2 separate regions of the Oryctolagus cuniculus genome follow, and region 2 is linked to region 1. The links are chromatin contacts, called in public Micro-C maps. All regions are on one chromosome and are shown on one strand. The core of a region is the stretch at or near the end of the contact, and the rest is flanking DNA. Distances in the headings are between cores, read along the strand shown. Region 1 holds the start of DUSP16 (dual specificity phosphatase 16). Region 2 holds the start of APOLD1 (apolipoprotein L domain containing 1).

Region 1 (3,750 bases), core at 240-2,739:
GGTCTGCTGCATGGCAATGCAATGCTTTAAGAGCGATGATTCCTACCCATCGATCTTGTCCCCCCCCCCCCCACGGTGCTTTTCCGTCATTAATCACATCTTTGTTATGTGATATCCACGGGAGGACTGCTCAGTGGCGGCAGCTTCACGCTCAGATGCTCAAAGAACCCTGGAATAAAGCTCCGATTGTCCTATTCAGTGACTCCTAGTCCTACTTTGTCACCATCTCAGGGCTCTTTCCGAAGTGCGCAAAGTCTCACAACAAAGCTATTTCAGTGACTTTAAACAAAACATTAACAAGCTTCAGGTGCGTGGAGTTCGACCGCCGAGGGTCTTGCACCTCACAAGTGGCAGTGATTTAAAGCTAATTCTGCCCTTGCCTAATGTTGAAAGCGACAGCTAGGCTGCTTGTACTTATATTAGTAAATACAACCCAAATAAACGTAGGAACATTCATGGGGCGCGGTGGGGGGGGGGGAGGCGGGTTGGGGGTGGACGGTATGCCTAGGACGAGCTGAATGCCTGACAACCCTTGAGTGATTTTACTTCAAGTACCTGCAATTTCTCTTTCCTGCCATTTGGATTCCGGAGGCTTTTAAAGAGAGATTGCAATTCCTTTCAGTCCTTGTTTGCGTGTCTTTACATTGCCCGGGCAGCAGGAAGCAGCCCAAGGAGGAGCAAGAGGCGCTGAATCTGGCTGGGTGAGGGGAACCCTCAAATACCGACTGCGGCGCGCGCGGCCGGGACGTCGGTGGCCGCGAGCCTGCGGGACGGGGGGAGGCGGAGGAGGAGGACGAGGCTGCGGGCCGCCTCCTCGGCCAGCGCCGGCTCCTCCCCGCAGCGCCCGCGGAACCTGCCTCCGAGCGGCCCAAGGTCTGGCCGGGAACGTGACCCGACCCCTCCCCGAGCTGCCGAAACGAGGCGCGGAGCCGCGCTCCCGGCCCGGGCGGCCGCGGGATGGGCTGGCGGGCGAGCGCGCGGCCCCGCCCGGCGCCCACCGCCCTGCCCTCGCCTGTCTCCTCCTTTCCCCGGGGCTCCGCTGAGTTCATTCACTGGGATTGGTTTCAAGTGACGCCATCTCTTTATTTTTAAACCAATGACCTCATCCGCGCTTGAAGTTTCCTGACCAGCGACTCTTTCTCTTTCCCCAACCCCCCACCCCACCCCCCCGCCTTTCCCCCTCTTTCTGTGTATCCCTGTTTGGGGGGCTTTCGCCAATTTTTAAAGGATTATTAGCACCTTCCCTTCCCCCCGCCGTTCTCCCCGCGCGGCCCCCCACCCCCCAGCTTTCCCTCCCCAAGTTCTTCACCCCTCTCGACATTTTTTTTTTCCTGAAGGCTAACTGGGGAGGGGGGTGGAAGAGAAAGAGTGAAGAAAAGTTGCAAACGTCTCCTCGCTTCTGAGTCTCCCGCCCCCACCCGCCCCTCCGAGGAGGAGAAGCCTCTGTGGTGAGAGCCGAGGAGCCGGACAGAGCGACGGACGGGACGGGTCGCGAGCGGCCCCGCAGCCGCCCTCCCCGCTCCGCGGCGGCGCCTCGCGAGCCCGGGAGGCGAGGGGGCCCGAGGGGAGACGCGGTGACAACGCTCGGTTCTCTCAGAGGGGAGTCGGGAGGCCGGCGGCCCCAGAAGTAAGTGGCCTCGGCGGGGCGTGCGGACGGGAGGGTGCGGGGCTCGGACCGGCCGGCAGGGCAGCATGGACGCTCGGCGGCGCGCCCCGACTCGCTGTGCCGGGCGCCGCGGGCTCTGCCTGCCCGGGCGTCCCGGTGGGGGCGACCGCGGCCCGGAGCCGCACGAGTGTCTGACGCGGGGGTGTAGGCCTTGCTGGGGGGGGCCAGCGCCAGCGGGAAGAGGGGCGTGCGGGCAGGCGCGGGGGCGCTCCGTGCGTCCCCGGCGCGGCGGGCTCGGCTCGAGCCGACCCCGCGGAGCAGCAGCGACGGCGGCGGGACTCGCGGCACCTTCGCGGGCGAAGCTGCTCACTTCCAGGCGCGACTGTTAAACAACACGCCTGCCAAGTGGGGCCCCGGCCTGACTGTTCCCATTATCCCAAACGCGCTGGTGGTGCAGGCAGCGAGGCCACCTGGGTGGTGACCGTGCTTTCTTAAATGAAGCCAAGCGACCCCCCCCCCACCTCCCCGCCACCCCCAGACCTCAGTTTTCATCCTGGGGCTCGGGTCGTGGTGTTGAGGGGGCCCGGCGTGCCGGTGATTTCTTTACCACTGCTGTAAAACGTGAGAAATTAAAATAGCCCAGGGAGGCCCCCGAGGATCCGTGTATCAAGTGTAGTTCCAGGCAATAAAACAGTACAGTGGGGGAAAATCTATGTGCAAAACTACGTTTTCAGGTGCTGGGTTTATTTTCCCAAGAAAAGCGGTAATGAGCCTTGGGGGTCCGGGGGCGGCGGATTGCAAGTCGATCTTAAAATGAATGGACACTGCAAAACCCCTCAAGGGGCTTATTCCAGTGCACTGCGAGGCTCCTGGGCGGGTTCAAGTCCCCGGTGTCGCTGGTTGTTTGGAGAAAGCACACCTGATTAGCCCATGAGGAGTCAGGTAGAGGAAAAACCTGTTGCATAACCTCGTTTGCTGTGAGGTTTGCTGTGCCGGCCCCTTGAACTAAGGGGAAGTGAGTTAAGATGCGGGGTTTTAAAAACACGGTGAAGTTCTTAGTTACCCAGGGGCCTGGCTGCCACTTGGCTTTGAAAGATTATAGGTAAATACTCTGCTCGTACCGAACCTATCCAACCTGTTCAGAGAATGACCAGGTATGTTTCTGTCTTCTTTGCCTTCCGTGTGTGTGTGTGTGTGTGTGTGTGTGAGAGAGAGAGAGAGAGAGAGAGAGAGAGAGAGAGAGAGAGAGAGAGAGAGATTGATTTACCATCCATGAAAGACCTTGTGACTATTTGGGGAACTGGGACTGTCAGAAAAATGCTGCTTTCTGCCATTCACTGTATGGCACTGATTGAAGGTACACGTAGGTGACAAGTGTTTCCTTAAAGGATTTGTACTGTTTCAACTCCATCAAGAAAAGAGAGCTTCACAGTGAAGGGAAATTTTCAAGAGAAGAAAAGCCTTCTTACCAATTAAATTAACTATTTTTTAAACTGTTTACTTTTCCTTGAGGATGGCATAGGTGGGTGGACCCAGCTCGGGAAGCTGTAATTAATTAAGGCTTATGGAGTTCTGCGTTTGGTGAAGGTAGCAGCTTGTAAAGTAAATTGAAAAACTAAGAGTTTATCAGCTTTGGGTGGGTGTTCTGATCAAAATGTGACTAGGCACTGTGACAGTTTTTGTTTTTTGAAAGAAAGTTGTGGGATTCGCTGAGTATGAAGACTGGAAGATTGCTATTTAAAAAAAATTTTTTTGTTAACATTTGGCATATTATGTAAATAATCTGGGTTAAATAACACCAACTTCCAAGGGTTGGTTTTTAGGTAAAATGTTTATACCTATCAAGGTTCCACAGAGAATTAGAAATGAGTATGTTCAATCCTTAGTGAGTACATGGAAATACAAGGGTACTTCAGCACATTTGTGGGGGAAAAAGGAATTAAATGACAAGTGTTTTGGTGCAAATTTTTTTTGAAACACCTTGTTTTTCATAATAGCATTTTCCATGAACTTTTTGAAGATCCCTGGTCAGTAGGTTCAAGCACACTATAAATCTACATTCAGATGTAAAAGATATGTGTGAAGTGTGATACTGATATTTACAGATTTTTAGTTTTAACTCTGGTAGGTCAGAACCTCCAAGT
Region 2 (3,637 bases), core at 869-3,368, 160 kb before region 1:
AGCTTTGGCCTCCTCTTGCACATTTGAAGAGTAAACAACAGATGAGAGTTCTTTCTTGTGTGACTCCACCTCTCAAACAAATTTTAAAAAATTTAAATAATATGACAAATATAAGCTAGTAACTAGTCACTTATTATCAAGTATTATGTACTGGACCAACTTGCATGTGCTGTACATCTGGCAGTGCTGTAGATCTGTTTTTAACAGTCTCACCACAAACACGTGGGTAAAGCCCTGAGCCACACTATAACAACAGAAATTTTTCAGTTCCATTAAAATCTATGGAACCACTGTCCTATATGTGGTATCACTGACAATGTCGACCAAAATGTCACTGTGTGGTACTTGGCTGTATCTACACCACATTCCCATGATTTGGGCTCAGATCCAACATGATGTGTTCAAGATTAGACGCTGGCAGAACTGTATTTAACGATTCCTGAGGCTGAGTTTGGGCAGTGAGATGACAGCTGGAAGTTACCCTCTATGGGTCACCATGTTTCAGGAAGAGGCCTCAAGTCACCACAGGTGCTGGCTGACAACAGCAGTTTCCAACAGAGACAACTTGAGCCACATCTGAAAGTTAAACTGTCTAGTAACTATACTAAGAACAGTAAAAAGGAACAAATAAAATTCATTTTAATAACATTTTATTTAACCCAATGTATCAAAAACATGTTAACATGTAATAAATATAAAAATCGCTACCGAGCTATTTAACATTCTTAATTCATGCTATTCTGGAAAACCTGGTGTGCCTGTCACAAACAGCACAGCTCAGTGTGGACCTGCCACACTCAGGTGCCCGGTTACCACACTTGGCCACTGGCTATGGACAGCATAACTCTGAAGGATGTTAAAAACCAAGGAAAATGGTTTGCCTTAGCAGAAATTCAGAACTTCCAAGGTCGGAAAGACAGCATCTCAATGATCTAGAACAGACTTTGAAAGTCATCAGTCCAAACACTCATTTGATACTGGAATCTTTTTTTTGCAGTGTTGCTATGGAGGGGCCAGCAGACCTGTGCTTGACTCACACTTGGAAGGTTGGTGGGCAGCTCACCGCTTCCTGAGGCCAGCCAGTGCTTAACTCCAAACAGTCCTCTTCCTAGGGAGGCACACGTGTTTCCTTAGTGTCCACCCCCGTTAGGTGGGTCCACGGAGGTCCAGAGGGGACTACCGGAGCCTAATGACGTGGTGCTGGAGAGAATAAATGAGCACGGGCTTGCTACAGATCCGGGCGGGCTGGTTTATGATAGCTGGTGGTGCTTAGCTGGCTTGGATAATTAAGAGTCCGGTTAGGCTAGGACGGATTGCAGGAGTTCAGTGGAAAACGCCGCGTCTGGGTTAGGAACTGTTGAAGGCTAGGACTGGATACCTAGTTAGAACCCTTGGCAACACTGCAGGCAGAGATGTGTACACAAGTCATTCTGGACACAGAATGACTTGGCGAGTAATTCGAATTCTTAACTTTAAAAGCGTTCATTGGAAACCAGAACTGGGTGATGTCACATCTATTACAACTAACCTTATCCCAAATCTCAGTGAACTTTCTCGAACCCAGAAAGCCAACGCACGTCAAAACTCATTCCCCATCTCGATTTTGTTTGCCTCATTCCAAAACACTCCGGAAATCAAACAGAACGAAAAACGGGGGTTTCTTTCATTCAGGAAAAAAAAAAAATAATAATGACACCGACTGCGTGAATGACGACGTTCTGAGGGGCGCTGCAAAGCACACACTTTTGCTCATTTCCGTTTCTTCGGTTCTGGGTGTTCGCCCTCGAGCCCCCCTCCACCCTCCCGCCCTCGCCGCCTCTACCTGTCCAAGGCTGGGGACGGTGTACCTCTGGCCGGCAGCCGGTGGAAGGGCGCGCCCTGGACGTTCGCGCCCGCCGAGGCTACACCTCGCAGCTCGCGACGCTCCCCGGCCGCCGAGTCCCCGCGCACAGCGCTCGGGGGGCGACCCGGGGAACAGAAGCCCCCGCACGGCCCTGCCTGCCGCCGGCGCACGGGGCCGGGCCCACACAGCCCACCTCGGGTCGCCGAAGGAAGTCCCAAATCACATAAGCTGGGAAACTGTAGTTTTCAGAAGAAAACAAGCTCTCAAAAAAAAAAAAAAAAAAATTCAAACTGCACGCGCCGGCCAATGGAGAAGCAGCGGGAGAGGGGCGGGGGCGGCGCGGCGGCCGGGGTGGGCGGGGCGCGGCGGGCGCGGGGCTGGTACCGCGCGGGATTCTTAGGACGCGGCGGGCGCACGGTTTGGGGCTTTTTTTTTTTTTTTTTAATTCCACCCCCCCACCCCTGCAAAAACAGCTCCAGCGCGAGACTCCGCCTGCAGCTGCAGCCTCCACTCGGATCCACCTTAAATCTTCAGTGGACTCGGCGCCGGGGTCAGTGGGCGCAGCCAATGCCAATCAAGTTTACAACCACCAGCACGGGGTGGGGGGAGTGCGGGGGGGGGGGAAGAGAGGGAAAAAATAATCTTCAAGTTCTCTGCGGCACACACGCACACGCACACGCACACGCACGGGGAGGGAGGGAGAGAAGGGAGGCGGGCAGGCGCTCCCGGGAGGGGCGACGTTTGCAAAGCGCTGGTGCGCGGCTGGGCGGCTGCGGCCCGGGCGCCCCGGGCACTGCGCGCTGGAGACGGCGGCCCGGCCCCGGCCCGAGCGCCATGATGGTGGCCGCGCTGTGCAGCCCGGCCCGGGGCGGGGGCGGCGCCACGGTGATGCAATCCCCGGCCTCGCGCGGCGCTCCCCGCCGTTCCCCCGCGTCCCTTGTGCGGCGCGTCGAGGTTTCGCGCCCAAAGCCCTGGCTGCTTTCTCGATCTCCCCACCACCACCCCTTACCTCGTCCCTGCCCCTCCGTGGGGGCCCCCACGCGGGAGAGGCCGGGCACGCGCGCAGTGGCCGCCCGGGAACAGGAGTTGACGGGCAAAGCAGGCACTTTCGGTTCGACCGCGGCCCGACCCCGCCCTAGCCAGCCCCTGCGCGCGCGAGGTCCCGGAGGTGCCCCCCGAGGTTTCCCAGCGCGTTCGTGGGCGCCTTCCCCGCGCATTCGCTTGCCGGATTTTTTTTTGGGGGGGGGGCCTTTCAGCCTGGAGGAAGGAGGTGCCCATAGGGTGTGGCTCAGGTGAAAGAGATGACAATTAAAAAAAAAAGCAAGCAAAGTATACTTTGGAAAAACAGATCGGAGACTGTAGACGAGCTTAGAAAACACCTCCTAAATCCAAAGCGCTTAGAAGGGCAAGTGTGCAACCCCAACAAGCACGGCGATGAAATGGCGAGGGCGGTGGGCGCTCCCAGGCCTGAAGGGCTGCCTGCCCCGCTGCCCCTCGTTCGCCTAGGAAGCCCCCAGGCCTCCGATCTCGCCCCCAAGCCTACACTTGTCCAGTTCCTCCCGCCCAAGTGCCCGATGCCAGGCAGCTGGGGATACGGCCAGGGAGCTTCGCGAGGCGGGGCGCCGGCCGAGGCGACCCCCGTAGCCGGCGCGGCGCTCGACGCGTCCTGCGCGCGGCTGCGGCCCTCCCCGGCCGCCGGCGAGCCGCGAAGGCTTTCGAAAAGCGCGGGGCTGCGGATCATTGGAGCCCGGGGCAGGGGTGGGCGCGGGAACGGGCTGCTGCCCCGGAGGGTCC

Evidence for each region. Hi-C and Micro-C count contacts between places; a contact is called where the count stands out from the background.
Region 2: a contact with region 1 is called in a Micro-C map of ear pinna, with 4 times the contacts expected there. The contact joins the promoter of APOLD1 here to the promoter of DUSP16 in region 1. A contact is called at or near these places in 2 of 6 Hi-C or Micro-C datasets (ear pinna and an unstated tissue).

Annotation. Positions count from the first base shown.
Region 1 is chr9:110,210,903-110,214,652 of mOryCun1.1, reverse strand. DUSP16 (dual specificity phosphatase 16) reads left to right here and starts at 1,489. Exons shown (of 7, transcript XM_051850779.2): 1 at 1,489-1,627.
Region 2 is chr9:110,371,370-110,375,006 of mOryCun1.1, reverse strand. APOLD1 (apolipoprotein L domain containing 1) reads right to left here and starts at 2,118. Exons shown (of 3, transcript XM_051850268.2): 1 at 1,823-2,118.